2 separate regions of the Macaca mulatta genome follow, and region 2 is linked to region 1. A link is a contact called in public Hi-C data. All regions are on one chromosome and are shown on one strand. The core of a region is the stretch at or near the end of the contact, and the rest is flanking DNA. Distances in the headings are between cores, read along the strand shown. Region 1 holds the start of ERMARD (ER membrane associated RNA degradation). Region 2 holds the start of WDR27 (WD repeat domain 27).

Region 1 (4,583 bases), core at 1,066-3,565:
ATCGCGCCACTGCACTCCAGCCTGGGCGACAGAGCCAGACTCCGTCTCAAATAAATAAATAAATAAATAAAATTTACACAAATGTTCTCAAATATGATAAAGGTTTAAAGACTTAAAATGATCAATCATAATATTTGCAAACTGCTCTGCCTATGGGGTAGCCATTCTTTACTCCTTTACTTTCTTAATAAACTTGCTTTCACTAAAAAAAAAAAGAAAAAAAGACATGAGTTCATGGAAGCTGAATGTATTTTACCAACAGAGCATTATTCCTCTCAGCATTCCTTCACTATCCTAGAGTTATCAAAATAAGCAGTTTTTTAAAATGGGGAATGGGAGAGCAGAAACCAAGTATAATGAACAAGAAGGAAAAAGAACCCCGCGTACCTCTGACTCCCTAAACGGTGTTGGAGAAAACCACAATGTCATCCCAAAACATGCCTCTTTGATATAAAAACAACAACAAATTGGAGCTGAAGACAAGAGGCAGCAAATGAAGGAAAAGCTCTCTCTCCTCCCCCTCTTCCACCCAAACACAGGATATATATTCTTTACTGGGGATAACTTTAGACTCTTACCAGACCAGAGAAGGTACCAGAGGAATGTGCAAACAATTTTTACTCCATCAGTTTTCAAATATGTATCGACTTTCCCAGTTTCTTGCCCTTTGAAGCCTGAAACTGCTCTCCTGTGTCATTTCTCTGCAAATCTATAGTTCTTTGTTGAAGATGGTATACAAATGTAGTTCTAAGCCACCATTTCAAGTTACTTTTCATTGACGTTTATCCCTTGTGATGTGTACTCTGTACATTAATAAACCTTTTTCTTATTAACCTTTCATTTGTTAAAGGGGTCACTCTGAACTAACATGGGCAGAGGTAAAGTTTAGCCTTCCCTGCCATGTAAAAAGTAGCAAACCGTACTGGTTTTCCATGGAGAATCAAATAAAATCAAAATCCTTACGACTATCCCACATGACACTAAGACCATCTATAATCCTGCAAAGAAGTCAAATTCAGGATCCAAAGCTGAACCGAGGCTCTTTATTTTGGTGTGTCGAGTTAAGGAGTGGCTGTGTTGTGACAGTCACAATTAACTCTGGGCAGCTTTGTAAAGTGGAAACTGATCAGTCTGAGTTCCCTGGTCCTGCTCAGTATCAGTTGCCCTGTTTGCTCCTCCTGTCCCCAGAAGTTGCACTTTCCACTCTCAGCCCTACTTTTTGAACAATCCCAGTAGGCGCTAACAATTAAGTCATCACTAAAGAAATCGGCATGAACTATTTTTGAATGGCGATTGTCACTCGCATCCTCCATTGGGCTCTATGGGGCTGGAACTCTGCAGACTACACTAGGCCGGTGCTTTGGGGCTGGACTTAAATTTGAATCATTCCTCAGTCTCTGACTACCTCTTGCCTTGGAAAACTTACTTTATCCGAATCTCAGTTCTAAGTGAAATAAAACGGTGCCAGGCTGCACCTTGTAGGGCTGCAGTCATCAGATTATACATGAAAAGCATCTAGCACATAGTACTCAAAAATGGTAGTTATCGTTATCATTATTTTGGGAATGGGGTCTCGCTGTCGCCCAGACAGGGGTGCAGTGGCGCGGTATCGGCTCACCGCAGCCTCCACCTCCTCGGCTAAAGCGATCCTTCCACCTCAGCCTACGGAGTAGCTGGGACCACAGGCGCCACCACGCCCGGCTCCGCTGTCGTTACTGCTGATGATAGGTGTTTGATATTTAATTGCCTCAGGGAGGAAAAATAAATAAATGTTTATTACGAGGCAACCAGATCTCCTGACACGAGGTCGGTGAGGCCGTCGTGATGAGTTTCATAGTGACTCAAACGGTCTAAAAGCGATGAAAACAAATTTACTGTCCGAGTGTGGACCCTACAGGCAACGACTACGAAACTGCGCTTCTAGGAACGAGGCCACGGTCAGGTGAGAGTCCGACCTGCGGCTTTCCGCCCCCGCGCCACCGCGCACAGCCCTCCCTGACAGTCCGCCGCGTTCCAGTTGAGGGTCAAGAGGCGACGGAGAAACCGAGCCCGGCCCCGGGACGCCGGCAGGGCCCGCCAGGCGTCTTGCAAGGCCGAGCGTCCGATACCGCCACAGAGGCCAGGGCCGCGACGGCGCCAGCGCCCTCCAGCGCCGGACCGCCGGTCACCGCAGGCGCGTGCTCGCCCACCCACTCCGCGTAGCCGAACACCACCCAGCCTGGCGCTGACTCCCTGCCTAGCTCGGGATCGAACCGGCCCCTGCGCCCGCCCTACCTCCATAACTTCCGGTGCCCCGCTGCGGCGCGCATGAATGACGCAGGCACCTGCGTGCCCCGCCTCCAGGCGCCTTGGAGCCCTAGCGGGCACTTCCGACCGTTCCAGGCGCAGGCGGGAGACTTCCGCCCTCGCGGGAGCTGCTGAGGCGTTTGACGGTCGGCGGAGGAGAGGTAGTGGGAGTCTTGGGGAGCAGAGCGAGATGGAGAAGCGAGGCCGAGGCGTGAAGTCGAGCCTCATCCAGACCCCGAACCAGAGCTCTCAGCAGGCGCCGGTGACGCCTAGGAAAGAGAGGAGGCCTAGCATGTTCGAGAAGGAGGCAGTGAGTGCGGAGACTGCTAGGGACCCGAGACGGCTTTGTCCGACCCTTTAATTGAAATCGCTCCTCAGTGGGCCCCGCTCCCGTCACCACCCCCAGAGCCAAGAAGGCAGCATTTCCCTTTTGTGTTTCTTTTTTCCCAGGTGCAAAATTGAAGCCTGAGACTGAGTTGGGCAGTCCCCTTTGGACTTGAGTGCTAAAGTTTTCTCGCTTTTTAATTAGGGCCGTAGAACCCTACTAAGTCGATTGGAAGGGTGGTTACAAGATCTTCTTTTCAGATTTACTCAGCTTGCGGATTTCCTGAGAGTACTCTGAGTATTAATTATTGCTTCGTACTAAAACACAGTATGTTAGTGTATTTAGTGCCATTATAAGCAGTTTGGCTAGCGAAAAATGAGTGTATGCTGTATTAAAAATATTTTGATAAACCAAGCAGAATAGTGCCGTGTTTTGGGTTTTTAAAACATCAGCAGTCTGGATCTTTGAAGAATGTACAGGAGAAAAAAACTTAAGTTGAAAATATTCTGTCCAAAACTTACTGTCTGATATTGATGGAAAGGGTCGTTATTCAGTTGTATTGGTGGTATAACACAGGTCTTTCTATATGATTAGGCTTTGAAAACCGTTAATGTATTAAAGACTATCTTTTATTGATACTAGTTTGCCCAAGGATACAAAGCTGTAATGATAGAGCTGGGACCAGAACCTGTGTGCTGGTACTCGGTCCACTTGGCCTGTATTGGTTTCTCTTCATACTTACTTCATGGACCTATAATAGGATGAAGTCAGAGATGACAGGCAAAACAGTTTTTTGAAGACCCTAAAACATTTTAAGATTACTCTCAAAAAGAGAATTCTCAAAATAAGTAATGGCGAAATTTCAGGTTCTAATAATGTTTCCTTGGTAACTACATTTTACAGAGGAGAGAACGAACTAAAGGAGGAAAAGTAAACAGGCCAAGTTTACACAGCTAAGAAAAAGAGCAGAGCAAGGCTAGAAACCTAAATCGATTGGACTTAAAACTTCACACTCCCAAACACTATGCTGTTCGCTTGGCAATGAGTCTGAATAACAGATAGGTCACCAACAGTAAAGAAAAATTTCTATATATTGAGGCAGACAAGGGTGGCTTTTATAAACTTACTGCCTATTTGAGGTCTGAAGTGGTCTTTAAAATTCAATGAGCCTGAACTCCATGAGGGGACACATAAGTGCACCTGGTATATAGGTTAAAATCTGGGAGTGAGGGGACTTGGACCAAAGTAATTATTGCTTATTTGATATGGATGTCATCAATTATAGCTATCTTTAAAGTTGAGTCTTTTAGAGGTGAGAAATTTGAATAGAACAATAATTGGGAAGACATTGAGGACTCTACAAATGCTTACTAAATGTACGTGAGGAAACTGTGCACTTAGTCATTTCCAATTTAAGGTAGCTGTTAATTTCCCTATTTTGGAGCACAGGAAAATTTAAGACATACTGTTTAATCAATATGACCATCTCTTGATTTTATCTGTCTTGCCTCCATTTCCTTTTTTCTAGTGGTAGCATCTCAGTTAACTTTTAGAGAATTAACTCATCTGCAATTGCATAGAGCTTTGGTGAGATTGTCAGCTACTTTCCTTAACTTTTTAATGAGGATGAGACCCAAACTAAGCTAATTAGATGAATTATTTGAAATAATGCAAATACAATGATTGAGGTTTATTCACATTGAAGATGAGAAGCTAAAGTGCTCCATGTGTCTTTATGAATCTGGTTCATCAGCCTTCTTTGCTGTTATGTAAACTGTATCTTTCCAATAAATTATACTTTGGCTTAACAAGAATGAGTTCCTGTTGTTGAGATCAAAGGTTAACAAAATGCGAAGTAGATTACTAAAAATGGAAAGCTTAACTGTTCTCACCTGTGCACATGCATTTGAAAATCTTAAATACAACCGGGCACAGTGGCCCATGCCTGTAATCCCACCACTTTGGGAGGCCA
Region 2 (4,543 bases), core at 1,151-3,650, 50 kb after region 1:
AATGCTGTTAAGACACACAGCTGCCAGTGAGCAGGAGAGAGAAAGGCTTAAAAAAGCCAAATTCCAGAATGGGTTTTGAACTTTTGAAGTATGTATTGAACTTTAGAAGTATGATAGTGTTTGAATTTCAGGAAATACTGTACTTTTTTAAAGGTCTGTATCACTGTATGGCATTGCATCTCTCCCATCCCCCTTGACTTGCAATGAATTTTGCATGGCATTGATTACAAGTTTATATTTTTCTCCTTAAATTCAGGAACTCATAGTGCCCTTCTCACCACAAAATCCACAGAGGAATATCATTAGTGATAGCTAAGGAAGAAGAGTTTAGATGGGCTTAAAATTCAGTCCTGTAAAGATAATTTTTCATTCCATATTAACAATTTTTTTCCTAGGTCGCTGGATTTGTGACTGTTGTCAGCGGGCCCCCCCAACACCCAGGAAAGTGGGCAGAAGGGGGAAAAACAGCAAAGAGGGATAAAATAGTTTTTGACTCTAATACTGTGTATGCATTTAAGTGGAATATTTGGTGCCAATTTATTTACAACATTTTCATTTTTATGCCAATAAAAGATTTTTTTTTTGCAAATTATGAGCTTAAAATCTGCAGTTGATTTATTTCTGTTAAAAGCTACTCTTACCCTCCAAACTAATTCCAGGTAGAGAAATCATCTTCCCAAGTATTTTATAGTAACCCTGGCTCACTCCAAAAATTCAGTGGAAATGTTTAGCAACTTAAGATACTTAACTATTTCTCCATAGCCCCAAAAGTTAATTTTCATGAAACTTCCTAATCTACATTGTTTCTGGCCTACCATAGGTAGCATTAACAAAGTTATTTAATAACTAAAGAATTTTCATAGGTATGACAAATGGCCTAATAAGATTTGGTGCAGCTGGATTTAGAGTTGTCATTATTGGACTGGTACAGGAACACAGTTTGTAAATACCTGCCTGCCAGGAAATCACTTTTGTATAGAAAAGTACCATCCCTACTTGGGGTACAGGCACGAGGCTTTAGTCCAGGCTCAGGGAAGTGTACATAAATCATTTCCAACTTGATTTTAGTAACTCTTGAAAACGTACACCTTGAACTTCACTTAGAATCTCCAGAGTAAAATTACAAAGTATCAACCTTTGATCTGTGTCACAGCATGAAAGGTTGCTCTACTTTTTTTATATATATATAAACCTAAGTTACTGCAATCATTTTTAGTCAACCTGCCTAATGAAAATGGAGTCTAAACACTTTATTGTGCACAGTCCTTTTACAGGAATTTTGATATTTAAAAGAAAATACTGTGCTTGCTGCTTTTCCTATTTTTGGGGGTAACTGAGGTAACAAAACTGTGTATGGCTTTATTTTTCCATCCCTTGACTAGAAAAAGGTAACTAGAACTTCAACCAAGTACAAGTACCAAGGTTCACAGCAAACTGCAATCAGCTTCACAGACGGAGGGTTTTATACCCCAGAGCGTGGTAAATGACTCAAAAGAGAATTTCAAGTACCAGTTTCAAAATGCTAATTAATATCGTCCAGAGAACAGATTCCTCCTCTTGCGAGGCGTCTTCCGGGGCACGAGCGTGCTTCTGGCCGGCATCTGCACCGTCGGCGGGGTAGGCGGCCTCGCCGAACGGGTGCTGCTCGACTGTGCCGTCGTAGTACACTTTCATCTCGAACTCGCTCTCCAGGTGGGATGGGTGTCCGTAGACGCCGATGCCCACTGGGCGCCGGAAGTGCGCGGGGATGGACACAGCGTCCGGTCCGCAGGTGGCCGACTGCAGCTCGTAGTCGTCGAAGCTGGGGTGCAGGCTGCTGGCCGAGACATACAGGTCCGCATCGCCCTTGAGGCTGCGCATCCTGAGGACTATCTTGCCCTCGTGGTTCAGCCGCAAGTAGCTGTAATTCCCGGCGCCTATCTGGCCTTGGACGACGTGCAGGAGCACCCACTCCTCGGGGACCTCCTCCTCGTCCGCGCAGCTCCCCGGGGACAGGATCTGCGAGGTCAGGAGCAGCAGCAGGGCCGTCGTCCAGGGCGCGGCCCTCCCGCGGGGAGCGGCCATGGCTGGCGGCTCAGCTCCGAGGTCTACAAGTGGGTCAGTGCTGCTGGGGACACGGGAGGCGCTCAGTACCGGAGCCCGTCCCCGTCGTCCGCCCGCGGGGCCACGGCGCGTCCAGGCGCCGGGTCTGTCGCTGGGACTGTCCCTTCCCACCCGCGTGAGGCCCCGGGGAGGAGGGGGTGGGCTAACCCCTCCCCCTAGCGCGGCGCCCACCAGGGGCAGGGGCAGGGCCGCTATGGCACTCTCGGACTCACCACCGCTCCCCACAAGGGGCCGAACCTTACGCATCCGGACCCGAGGCCGGAGCCTCGCCAGGGAGGCGGAAGTGACGCTAGGCCCGGACGTGAGCAGGCCGGAAGCGAGGACTCGCCTGCTGCCGCGAGATAGTGAAAGGGGCGTGGGCGCTGGGGGCTGCCGGCTAGTAACCATAGCGGCGCGCGTGAGTCGGCGGGCTAGTAACCATAGCGGCGGGCGTGGGGCGGAGCGTCGCTCGCTAGTTCCCTGCGTGCCCTCTTGGGAGCTGGGTGCAGTGAGTCCTCCCCAGCGGGCTGCTCTCGGCGCGGAACCCGAGCTGCTGCTCTGGGACGTGTGCTTAGGGCGCGGGGCTGGAGCGCGGGGGCTGCGCGGGTGCTCGCGGCTCCGCTGAGGTCTCTATGAAAGGGGGCGATTTGAGGGTCCCGCCGTGACCGCTCCCAGCGGCGGAGACGCGCGCTCTGGACCAGAGCCGTTGCCCGCTGTCTGGTCACCCCAAGCCTCCTCCTGACGCCGTGCTGGTGCGAGGGTCTCCAGGGGAATTCGGGGCACAAATCGGGCCCGAGCGTCCAGGCTGTCGTGGCACGAAGGCGCAGGATCGGCGCTTTGAGAACTGAGCGCCTGTGGAGTTCGGAGGAAAAGGGCGCAGGTGGTTATTTTAATTAAAGCAGCTATGTATAAAGCGAACTCAGACCTCTTTAAAAGATTCAGTAGTTTAGGAACGAACCAGGGCTGTGGAAATGCCCGTCATCCCGCACCACCCATCGGTTCTGTGCTCCGAGGGTGGGAGCGTGGACTCTGAGGGCTCCCGAATTATGCCCCACTGGCCTTTCACCCTGCGTGGTAACTACCAGGCTAGGTTTTCCTAACTCGAGCCAAACAGCAAGTTTCTGGCTTGCTTAGTCACTAAAAGAAAAAAATTTCGATCTTTTCTAATCAGAAGGGAGTAATTTTCTCTTTCTAAAAATCCTGGGCAGAAGGAAATGCCCAGGATTTTATCAGTGGTACTCCTTGAGTAGTAGAGAGTTCATCTTTTTATGTATTTCTAAATTTTCTACAATTTACACACACTGTACCAGTAAAGGGGTATTAAGTCTACAGCTTCCAGTTTATCTGGAATTACTGCGTTGTGTTTACTGACTTAACTTTAAGACAATGGTTTCTTTAACAGTCACTTGCCACTGCTTTTTCCTGAAGTGCTTACCTAGTCTTAGGTGCACTAGAATCTCACTAAAATGATAAATTTAGTTTATTTTCCCTGACTTGTTCTGTGCACATGCGTACACGGATATCGCTGGGGATATCCTATAACATTGATTATCCCCTAGGGTTGGCACAGCAGGGAGAGGAGGTGGGGATAGTCCAATTCTGTGTGTTGGCTGCTAATGCTTATTCTTTGCAATAATTTACTGTAGGGCTGCAGGATGAGTAAGCCTGTGGTCAGTTTTCCACATTATTACAGGTTATTGCAGTTGAACTGTTTGTCACTGCCTAAGGTGAGTCTTGAGCTTTTACCCTCCTGAGTTTGTTTCTGTGTTCCATCAGTCACTCAGCAACATCCTACAGTGTCACTGAAGCATCCTGCTTCAAGGTACCCACATCAGTCAAGGTAGGCTGACAGAAGGGACCTCAGCTTCATGGAATAAATGTTTCTCTCTTGCTTACACAGCAGTCCAGCCTGGTGTCCTGGTCACCCTTTAGTGGGAGCAGCACAGGCCGCCAGGTGCCACCACCGTGGCCCCTCTTCTTAGCCTTTGGAGCCCTCCACCTCCAGCATGAAGGGCTGTGCACGGGCTATGACAGGACCAAGCCTGTGCATGCGTGGTGTGTTTTCCAGAACAGAAATTTTGGTGCACGGCTACTCTCGACTCCAGAGAGGCTGGAAATGTGGTCCTGCCATGTTCTTAGTGGCTCCAGGGAGGAAGCAGAAAGAGCTTGCGAAAACTGCCAGACCACAGAAATAGAAAAATGAATATTTTAACAGAAAAATAGCTTTCTATGGAAATGATATTAGGGGCCATCTGACCTCTGTTCAGTGAGAGGATAGGTTGGGGTTCATTTAGCTGCCCTGGATTCATGTCCTGGACACAGATATGTATGTGTATGTGTGTGTGTGTGTCAGTGTGTCCCTGACTATGATTCTGCCTGCACCAGACACTCCTTCATCCCCGTCTGCACCACCCTGCCATGGAGCAGGAGAGGCAGGAGAGGTAGGCATTGAAGCCGAGTA

Evidence for each region. A called contact is a pair of places that touch in the nucleus more often than the background predicts.
Region 2: a Hi-C map of liver shows a contact between it and region 1, with 2.1 times the contacts expected there. The contact joins the promoter of WDR27 here to the promoter of ERMARD in region 1. A contact is called at or near these places in 3 of 14 Hi-C or Micro-C datasets (fetal cortex germinal zone, fetal cortical plate and liver).

What each region holds. Positions count from the first base shown.
Region 1 is chr4:2,276,605-2,281,187 of T2T-MMU8v2.0, forward strand. ERMARD (ER membrane associated RNA degradation) reads right to left here and starts at 2,316. Exons shown (of 17, transcript XM_078001095.1): 1 at 579-2,316. DYNLT2 (dynein light chain Tctex-type 2) reads left to right here and starts at 2,312. Exons shown (of 4, transcript XM_028846951.2): 1 at 2,312-2,596. The coding sequence starts at 2,312.
Region 2 is chr4:2,326,661-2,331,203 of T2T-MMU8v2.0, forward strand. It overlaps WDR27 (WD repeat domain 27), which reads left to right and starts at 2,401. Exons shown (of 37, transcript XM_028846955.2): 1 at 2,401-2,962. It overlaps C4H6orf120 (chromosome 4 C6orf120 homolog), which reads right to left and starts at 2,490. Exons shown (of 1, transcript XM_015137732.3): 1 at 1-2,490. The coding sequence starts at 2,490. The coding sequence ends at 1,489. PHF10 (PHD finger protein 10) reads left to right here. Exons shown (of 12, transcript XM_015137735.3): 12 at 396-589. The coding sequence ends at 481.